Regions from separate parts of the Ovis aries genome. Here regions 1 and 3 are each linked to region 2. A link is a contact called in public Hi-C data. All regions are on one chromosome and are shown on one strand. Each heading gives the region's core, a stretch centred on a gene start, on an enhancer-like site or on the middle of the called end of the contact. The rest is flanking DNA. Distances are from core to core; before and after follow the strand shown. Region 1 holds the start of PITPNM1 (phosphatidylinositol transfer protein membrane associated 1). Region 2 holds the start of POLD4 (DNA polymerase delta 4, accessory subunit). Region 3 has its middle 12 kb from the start of UNC93B1.

Region 1 (2,700 bases), core at 101-2,600, 130 kb before region 2:
AATACGCCCTTTTTATATAAATAAAATATAATTTGGAGTTGTTCTCTCAGCTAGTAGTCTTCTTTATTTTATTTTATTTATTTTTATCCGTGCACTGCGGACCCATGCCCCTGCACTGGAAGCATGGCATCTTAACCACTGGCCCACCAGAGAAGCCCACACAGTTCATAGTTTCTCTGAGCCTGGTGCCTCTGCTAAGCCCGGGCGGGCCACGAAGAAAGGGAAAGAGGAGACTCGGAGGGAGATGGTTGGGTACAGTGAGTGGGAGGGAGGCCCACTAAGCCTAGCTTTGCCTTGCCTCCACAGCCCATTGACCTTGAGTGGGACCCTGCCCTTCCCTGGCCCTCGGCCTGCCAGCTGTTTGTGGAAAGAGTTGAACTCCAATAGCTGAGTGCCCTGCCCTCCTTCACAAGATGCCACCAGGGGGCAGCACAAAGCCTGGGCTGCTTCCACAGCTGGAGGGCTCTGTCTCCAGCCTGAACCTAGAGGGTTCTTTCTCTGGACTAAAGGTGCCTGGAGGGTGGAAATGCCAGTTCACTTAAGCCCCACCCTCGCATGCCTTAACACCCTAACATCCTAAGCTTGGAATCAGCCCTGGGGCTCGGAATACACCCTATCTCTGAGTCCTAAGAGGAAGGAAAAGGAGCCGAGCTGCTTCCCCACCCCTGGGACCTGAGAAACAGTCGAGAGAGAACTGGTTTCCCCAGTGTGGGTGAGACCCTGTGCGGTGCTGCCTTGCACCGACCCAGTGCCTCTAGCCAACTGGGTGCGGTCCCAAGAGCCCAGCCCTAGGCCCTGGCAGCCTTTGCCCACGATCTGGGCGCTATTGGCCAGACTTGTGAACCCGGAAGACACAGGTGGGGAAAGCTCTGGGGCCCCGTTCAGGGAGGAGCCCCAAGACTGGAAGTGAAAGTGACTGCAGCCCTCTGAATGACCTGGCGGTCTGGGACACCGGAACCCCACCGGCTAGGCCAGTGATGTCAGAGACCAGCCGCTGGCTAGACTTGGGACGGGAAGGCGTTTCCCCCACCCTGGGCCCCGGATTCCCAGGGCCCGGGAAGTTGGGGCTGAGACTCTTGTCATATTTCCATAGCACACTGGAGGGCCGGGCCAGGGTGGAGGAAGGATCCCAGAGTGTCTGGGGATCCCAAATAACACGGCCGGAGTACGCAGCGCCAGCATTTGGAGAAGGGCCTCTTCCCCCGCCGCCGTGGGGAAGGAAGGAAGGTTGAGGCCGCCCTCCGCCGCCGTGGGCGGGGCTGCCCGGACCCCGCCGGGGTGGGTAGGGCCGCGCGCCCAGGAAGGGGGCGGGGCGGCCGCAGTGACGCGGCGGGCGGCGGGGAGGGACCGGAGGGGTGCCGGCGGGCAGACCGGGAGGAAGGTCGGGGCCATGGGCCCGCGCTGCGCCTCCAGAGGGTCCGGCCACTGCTGGAATCCGCGGCCGGGGCTGGAGTCGCTCGGGGCTCCAACCCGCGGCCCGTCGGCCCCCGCCCGTACTGGGTGAGGGGCGTCCACCCTAGACTAGAGGTGAGCCGGGACGTTGGCGGGCGGGCCGATCGAGAGCACGGCGGGCGACGGGGACGCCGGGGAGCAGAGGGAAGTGGGGGCAACGGGGCCTCTCGCTTGCTCAGTGGGTGCGAGGTGGGGGTACGGCGGCAGCGAAGTCGGGGCGCAGGTGGACGGAGCAGCTTGCAGGGCGGGGGCCCGTAGGGTACTTCTAGCTTGAGCCTGAAGAGTGTGGTCAGCCCTGGAGAAGGAGGATGAGGCAGCTGCATAGACGAGTGCCGGGGGTCCAGGAACGATGCGGGGAAGGGGGAGTTGGGGACTGGGCTGCCCGCCAGGGTGGGGAAGACAGGTCTCGGGGCGAAAGTGTTATCTAGTCTTTGAAGGTAGTTTCGGGTGCAGGGGGAGGGGGGCGCCCGGGGCTGCTCCGCGGAGAGACGCGGGGGACAAGGTTCTAAGTGGACGTCCAGGAGTGGGGACACGGACCGACTCGGGGAAAGGGATGCAGGGGGCGGGCCCCGAGGGGCCGGTGGTGGAAGGCGGCCCGGAAGGAGGGGCCCCGGGGTTTCCAGGGGCGGGTCCCCAAAGGATGCTGTTCCGAGGGGCTTAGGACGCCGCCGCGGCCGGAGAGGCGAGGCTGGCCCGCCAGCCCGCCGGCCACCTCCCGCGGCTCCTGGGGGCCCGCGTCAGCGCGCGGTTGCCATGGCGATGGGCGGGCGGGGGGCGGGGGCTGCGCGGAAAAGAGGTCAGCGCTCAGCCTCTCGGCGGCTCCCGGCCCCCCGCGGCGCTGGCTGCAGAGCTGGGCTCGCCGCTGCCTGCCCTGTGGCGAGCCCGGGCATGGGGTCCCCGCGCCTGAGCCCCTCGGCCCGCGCGCAGGGCTCGGGGCCGCGCGCCGCCGCCCCGCACTGACGGCCGCGCGGTGCCCTGCGCCAGGAGCCGCGGAGGCCGCGCGCGGCCGGCCGAGCGCTTTCAGGATGCTCATCAAGGAATACCACATCCTGCTGCCCATGAGCCTGGACGAATATCAGGTGGCCCAGCTCTACATGATCCAGGTGAGGGCGGTGGCAAGTAGGAGGCCGAGGAGGGGATGGGAACATGCTTCATGTTGGGTATCCGCAGGAGTGCGCAGGCCACACCTGGGATAAGGGGCCGGGCTCAGCTCAATCCCCTGCCAGTCCAGCCCCGAGGCTTAGGAGG
Region 2 (2,700 bases), core at 91-2,590:
TCCCAGACTCCCACTGGCCAGCACTTTTGCCTGCTGCCAGGAAGTTGGTGAGGAGGAGGCGGGTACAGGGGTGAGTCAGCGATGACAGGAGCCCAAGGGACAAAGGTCATGGGTGGAGAATTGAGAGACACTGTTTACAGCAGCCCACCTCCTCCAGGAGGACTTCCAGTGCTAAGCCAGCCTCACAGTACAACTCATTTCTGACCCTGTCGTCCTCTTCTAGTTTGTTAGGAATTTTATCCTTGCACTGCCATTTGTGTGTCTGTCTGCTTGCCTATTGGCCTGTGAGCTCCTGGGGGACACAGAGGGACGATGGTTTCACCAGGGCCCCACCGTGCCTGACTTCCTACTTCCTGTTATTTTATTTTGGCTGCGCTGGTATGCTTGTGGGATCTTAATTCCCAGAACAGGGACCGAATCCGTTCACCCTACAGTGTAAGCACTGGGTCCTAATCACTGGACTGCCCAAGGAAGTCAGTACTTCCTACTTTCAAGAACCATTTCTGTCTATTTTAGTTGAGAGAGTATGTGGGAAAGTGCTCAGGACAGAACTTGGCACACCGTGTAAGTGTCAGGTTTACTGTCGGTATTTTCTACTCATACTCTCACATTGGGACAGATTTTACTGATGAAGGACTAGGGGTCCAACACACTCTGGCCTCCTGCACCGTGTGGAAGTGTGGAATCTTCCTGAACAGAGGGCAGTGCCAGGCTGTGGGACCCCGGGGCAGTGGAAGAGGCAAGCGCTCGCCTGGACTAAGAGTGGGCAATATCTCTGGGCGCAGACTGTGAGAAAGGAGCTTTCAGAACCCCTGGGCTTCTCCAGCCAGCCAGGTCTCCTGGGGCCGGTGGGGGCGGGGTGGGAGCAGGGAAGGGGTATGGATTAGCCCAAACTCTCTCCGGACCTCCAGACCTGCCCCCACAACGCTCTTTGGGCCAAGGGGCGGGAGTGGAAGTCTCCGGCTGGGCTCTGGGGAGTTACAGACCGGCTACGGGGATTAGTGAGGCTGAAAAGAACATTTGCCTAGGAAGGGAAAACGGGAAGTGAGAGGCCAAGGATAACGCTCTGTAAGTCCCCCGAGACCCACTGCAGACCAGTGTGGGGTGGCCGGAGGAGGTGGTGCCGTCTGGGGCATCTTGACAGGTCCCCCACTCAGCCTCACCCCCCTCCCCCAGAGCACAGCTGCATCAACTGCCCCGCCCCTGCCTGCACCACCTGCCATTGGCTGGGACCAGGCCCCGCCCCACACAGGCAGCCTCTCATTGGCTTAGGTCTGCTGTTTGCATGCTTGCGGGGGTGGGGGAGACGCGTCATTCCCTGGAACCCTCCGACTTCCTTGCTGTTTGTCTGGGTCGTCCGTCTGCCCATCGCTGGCCCCAGGCTCGCTCTCTGGCCCCAGCCCTCTCTCGCTCTCTCTCAGCAGCTGTCTCTCTCGTGCCCGCTGGCCTGCTTCTCCTTCCCGGCAGTGGCCTCCTCCTCTGCCTGCCTGGGTGGCCGCCATGGGCCGGAAACGGCTCATCACTGACTCCTACCCTGTAGTGAAGAGGAGGGAGGGCTCCGCTGGGCACAGCAAGGGGGAGCTGGCACCAGAGCTAGGTCTCTGAGATGTGGGAGGGCGGGAGGAGTGGACGTGAGGGACATGAAAGGACATGGGCTGTGGAAGGGGAAGTGGAGTATGTCCTCTACTTCCGATAGCAGTGGATAACAGAGGCAGAGGGGTGGTGAGAGCTGGGGAACAGTGGGGTCAGTTGTGAGGCAAGGGGCAGGGCACAGGCCTGGGCAGGCCTGAGGAACAGCATATCATTGCAGGGGAAGAGCCCCTAACCCTGAGCGTGGATGAAGCGGAGCTGGAGCTGCTGAGGCAGTTTGACCTGGCCTGGCAGTATGGGCCCTGCACAGGTGAGAGCCCCTCAGGCCCGAGAGCACATCCAGGAGCCAGTCTTGCCACCCACACGTCTCTCAAGCAACCCCAGCCCCTGCCTGACCCTCTGGACACCGTCTCCTGAGACGGGGACTCATGCAGGTCCTGACACACCCCTCCAAACATACTCTCTAGCCTGGACTTTCCCCTGCCCCCTTGAGGCCTCCCTCACTGTCTCCTTTCCACTCCTGCAGGGATCACACGGTTGCAGCGCTGGCATCGGGCAGAGCAGATGGGCTTGAAGCCTCCCCCAGAAGTGCGTCAGGTGCTGCAGAGCCACCCCGGGGATCCCCGCTTCCAGTGCAGGTCAGAGACAAGCCAGGGAGAGCTCTGGGGGGTGGGGCAGGGACTTCAGGTACCACCAGCCTGCTGGCCCAGGATGGGGGCTGTCCTGACCTTCGGGATAAGTAGGTGCAGCCTTGGGGATTGTCACTGGGCAGGCAAGAAGGTTCTACAAGGTGCTGAGCTCAGGAGGCAGAAGCTTGCCTTCGTAATTCTTATCTCTGAGCTAACGGTGGAGAAAGAGTACACCTGGGGCCCAAGGGACTATTTCATGCTCAAAGGTTGGCCAAGGGCTTTAGGCCATGGCCGAGAGCTGGGGCTGGTGAGAGCAAGTGGAGAGACTTCACTGATTCAGGTTTCCCTCCATCCCGACCCCCCTGCACAGCCTCTGGCATTTCTATCCCCTCTGACGCTCCGCCGAAGACCTCCTGCCTGCTACTTGAGAACCGGACACAAGTGAGAGCCAGTTGCTGCCCCGCGGCTCAGCCCTGCTGTG
Region 3 (2,805 bases), core at 273-2,772, 250 kb before region 2:
ACGTCGCCCACCACTGTGGGGAGAGGGAACTGAGATCCCACTGTGAGGAGAGGCAAGGGGACCGCAGGAGGGTCCTGGAGCCCCCAGTTGCACCCCAGGAGATCGGTACCAGCAATGCTGGAGGCAGAGCATTCCTCCTCACCCCACATCCACCCCTGGCAGCCTCCCAGACCCTCATCCACACCCACTTAAGCATCGGTCTCCTAGCTTCTTCCACCCACTATGGCCCTCTCTCCTCTGCCTCCCGCAGCCCTCACTTGAGTTTGTTTCCAGGAACCTCAGCGAGCCCTGGAGCCAGGCTCTTGAGCTCAGACAGGGGGTCAGCCCCTCTGAGCCACTTTCCTCCTCTGTAAACTGTATCTGTGGTGGCACCGAGGTCCCCAGAGCCTGGAGGAGACTCACAAGGGCACAGAGGATATTTTAAATTGTCTAAAATGTGGACATCTCCCTGCTCTAAGCAAATTAACAGGTTCCGTTAGTTCACAATTTCAGCGTTAGATGACACCACAAATCCTTTCATGTCATAGCTTTGAGAAGGTGGGTTTCCTGTGGTTTCGAGATTTAAAAATGGACATGACCATGGAACAAGAAATGAGACTGGGGGTGTCCCATCTGATTCCAGGTTTGAGAAGCTGGCCAGTGCACATAGCCAGTTTGTAAGTCATGGTGGTTATTGTCAAGTCATTACGTGGTATCCAACTCTTGTGCGACCCCAAGGACTGTAGCCCACCAGGCTCCTCTGTCCATGGGATTTTGCAGGTAAGAATACTAGAGTGGGTTGCCATTTCTTTCTCCAGGAGATCTTCCCAACCCAGGAATCGAACCCAAGTTTCCTACATGTGTCTCCTACATTGTAGGTGAATTCTTTACCACTGAGCTACCAGGGAAGCTTGGTGGTTATTAGAGAAGGAAATAAAAATACCATTTTTTTTTCTTTCTATCGCTGTGTATTATTCAATATATTTTCTAAGTTATTAGAACATACATACTTATTGATTTGACCTAAATAATTCACAAATAGAACAGTTAGATATTTCCTTTGGCTTAAGAGCACCGTGAAAAAATTACCGAGATGCTGAGGGTTTCAGGACCAGGGAATGCTTGGGCAGCTCTGTGTTAGCAGAGGGCTGGCACGGAGTTACCTACAGGGAGGCCCTCGTAGGACCCTGGGCTCCCCCTCCTGCCTTGTCCAGAGAACTGAAGCATCTTTGGCTCCAGCCTGGGGGCGGAGATTAAACCTACGCTCTGTGATGCTCCAGGCCCTGCTCTGAATCAGCGTAAACTAGTCACCATCTGCTTTTGGCAGATTCGAGGATCCTGCCTTTATGGGGGGTAGCAAGGCCCACACCTCTCCACAGCCTCCCCAACAGGTGACCTCTAGACTCATACAGATGAAGGAGCTGAAAACTGCCTGCCTCATATACAGACTTTCAATGATGAGCAGCCCCAGACGGGGTCATGTGGGGTGACTGGCACTCTGTCCTCCCCTTTCCCCAGCAGCATCTAGCACGGAAGGCAATGTTCTCTGACGGCAGATGTGCTGACCTCCTGGCAGGGTTCCAGCCAAATTCCAGGCAGAGCTGGGCAACCAGATGCTCGAGCCATAAGCAGGGCAGGGCATCGTTTGGGAAAGTGTGGGCGTCTGGGCGTGCCAGGCAAGCGAGGGGAGGCGAAGACAATGGTTCTGCAGCTGGTCTCAGTTCCAAGTCATTTCCAGGGATGAGCCCAGGCATTCGGAGCAGCCACCTGGGAGGGAGCATGACTTTCAATGACATGCCTTGCAGGGGGATAGGCTCCCCATCAGAAGACTCCACACCCCCTGTCACTGCTCCTGGCACATGGACAAGACCCACAGAGAGACACACGGAACAGGCCACACCCATGACAAGCAACACACACGCACACACCCAGAACAAGCAGGATAACTGTCATGGCGGCAAGCCCCAGCAGGCCAGCTCTTACAGGGACGCCTAATCAAGCCATCAGATGTGGATGCTCCATCCCTTGGCAGCTCCAGGTCTGGATGTAAAGTACAATGTTGATGTCTCTGTCACCTCTGGATAAGGGGACCGGGTGGTCGTCTGGACTCCAAAGTGGAAAGTCAGACTCAGCATCATGGTCTTGGCTTCTGTGATTCTGCGTCAATCTGCCCTTGGGTAATTTTAAAAACTATATGATTCCAAGACTCTATAGTGTCAGATTTTAACTATCTTCTCAATAGCAGATGAGAGAGCTTGAAAGTCTTCTAGAGTCACCTAGAGATGCTGGATCAGAAACAAACTGGTTTGGGGACATCCCTGGCAGTCCAGCCATTAAGATTCTGTGCTTTCTAGGGGGGGAACTAAGATTCCATGTGCTACGGCATCCCATATGGCATGGCCAAAAAGTAAAATTTGATAAATTCTGCAACTGAGGCAGATCTGCATCAGCAGGATACAAAAGTAAAGGTTGCTATTTAGAGGGTATTAGAGTTTACATTCAGAAAAGTGGAAGTCACTCAGTCATGTCCAATTCTTCGGAACTCCATGGACTATACATAGTCCATGGAATTCTCCAAGCCAGAATACTGGCATAGTCTTTCCCTTCTCCAGGGGATCTTCACAACCCAGGGATCGAACCCAGGTCTCCCGCTTTGCAGGCGGATTCTTTACCAGCTGAGTCATCAGGGAAGCCCAAGAACACTGGAGTGGGCAGCCTATCCCTTCTCCAGCAGATCTTCCCAACTCGAGAATTGAACCGGGGTCTCCTGCATTGCAGAGTGTCAATATAAATGTAAGTTTGCAAATGCGGGCATTCTCCCAAGTA

Evidence for each region. A called contact is a pair of places that touch in the nucleus more often than the background predicts.
Region 1: a Hi-C map of liver shows a contact between it and region 2, with 2.8 times the contacts expected there. The contact joins the promoter of PITPNM1 here to the promoter of POLD4 in region 2. A contact is called at or near these places in 5 of 16 Hi-C or Micro-C datasets (blood, hypothalamus, liver and 1 more).
Region 3: a Hi-C map of tail adipose tissue shows a contact between it and region 2, with 2.6 times the contacts expected there. The contact joins the enhancer-like site here to the promoter of POLD4 in region 2. A contact is called at or near these places in 3 of 16 Hi-C or Micro-C datasets (hypothalamus, muscle and tail adipose tissue).

What each region holds. Positions count from the first base shown.
Region 1 is chr21:41,791,301-41,794,000 of ARS-UI_Ramb_v3.0, reverse strand. It overlaps PITPNM1 (phosphatidylinositol transfer protein membrane associated 1), which reads left to right and starts at 1,350. Exons shown (of 25, transcript XM_042238094.1): 1 at 1,350-1,527; 2 at 2,437-2,555. The coding sequence starts at 2,478. CDK2AP2 (cyclin dependent kinase 2 associated protein 2) reads left to right here. Exons shown (of 4, transcript XM_015103216.4): 4 at 1-49.
Region 2 is chr21:41,661,379-41,664,078 of ARS-UI_Ramb_v3.0, reverse strand. It overlaps POLD4 (DNA polymerase delta 4, accessory subunit), which reads left to right and starts at 1,340. Exons shown (of 4, transcript XM_004019714.5): 1 at 1,340-1,597; 2 at 1,811-1,900; 3 at 2,117-2,228; 4 at 2,590-2,700. The coding sequence starts at 1,501. The coding sequence ends at 2,614. All of the region lies in intron 2 of LOC132658375 (a long non-coding RNA gene), which reads right to left.
Region 3 is chr21:41,913,643-41,916,447 of ARS-UI_Ramb_v3.0, reverse strand. It overlaps the pseudogene LOC101112177. Among named protein-coding and RNA genes, the nearest start is that of UNC93B1, 12 kb to the left of the region's middle. Within about 2 kb of position 1,522, at least 2 of the 54 cell types and tissues checked have an H3K27ac peak or open chromatin away from gene starts, as enhancers often do. A contact at or near this core is called in tail adipose tissue, where this site is marked.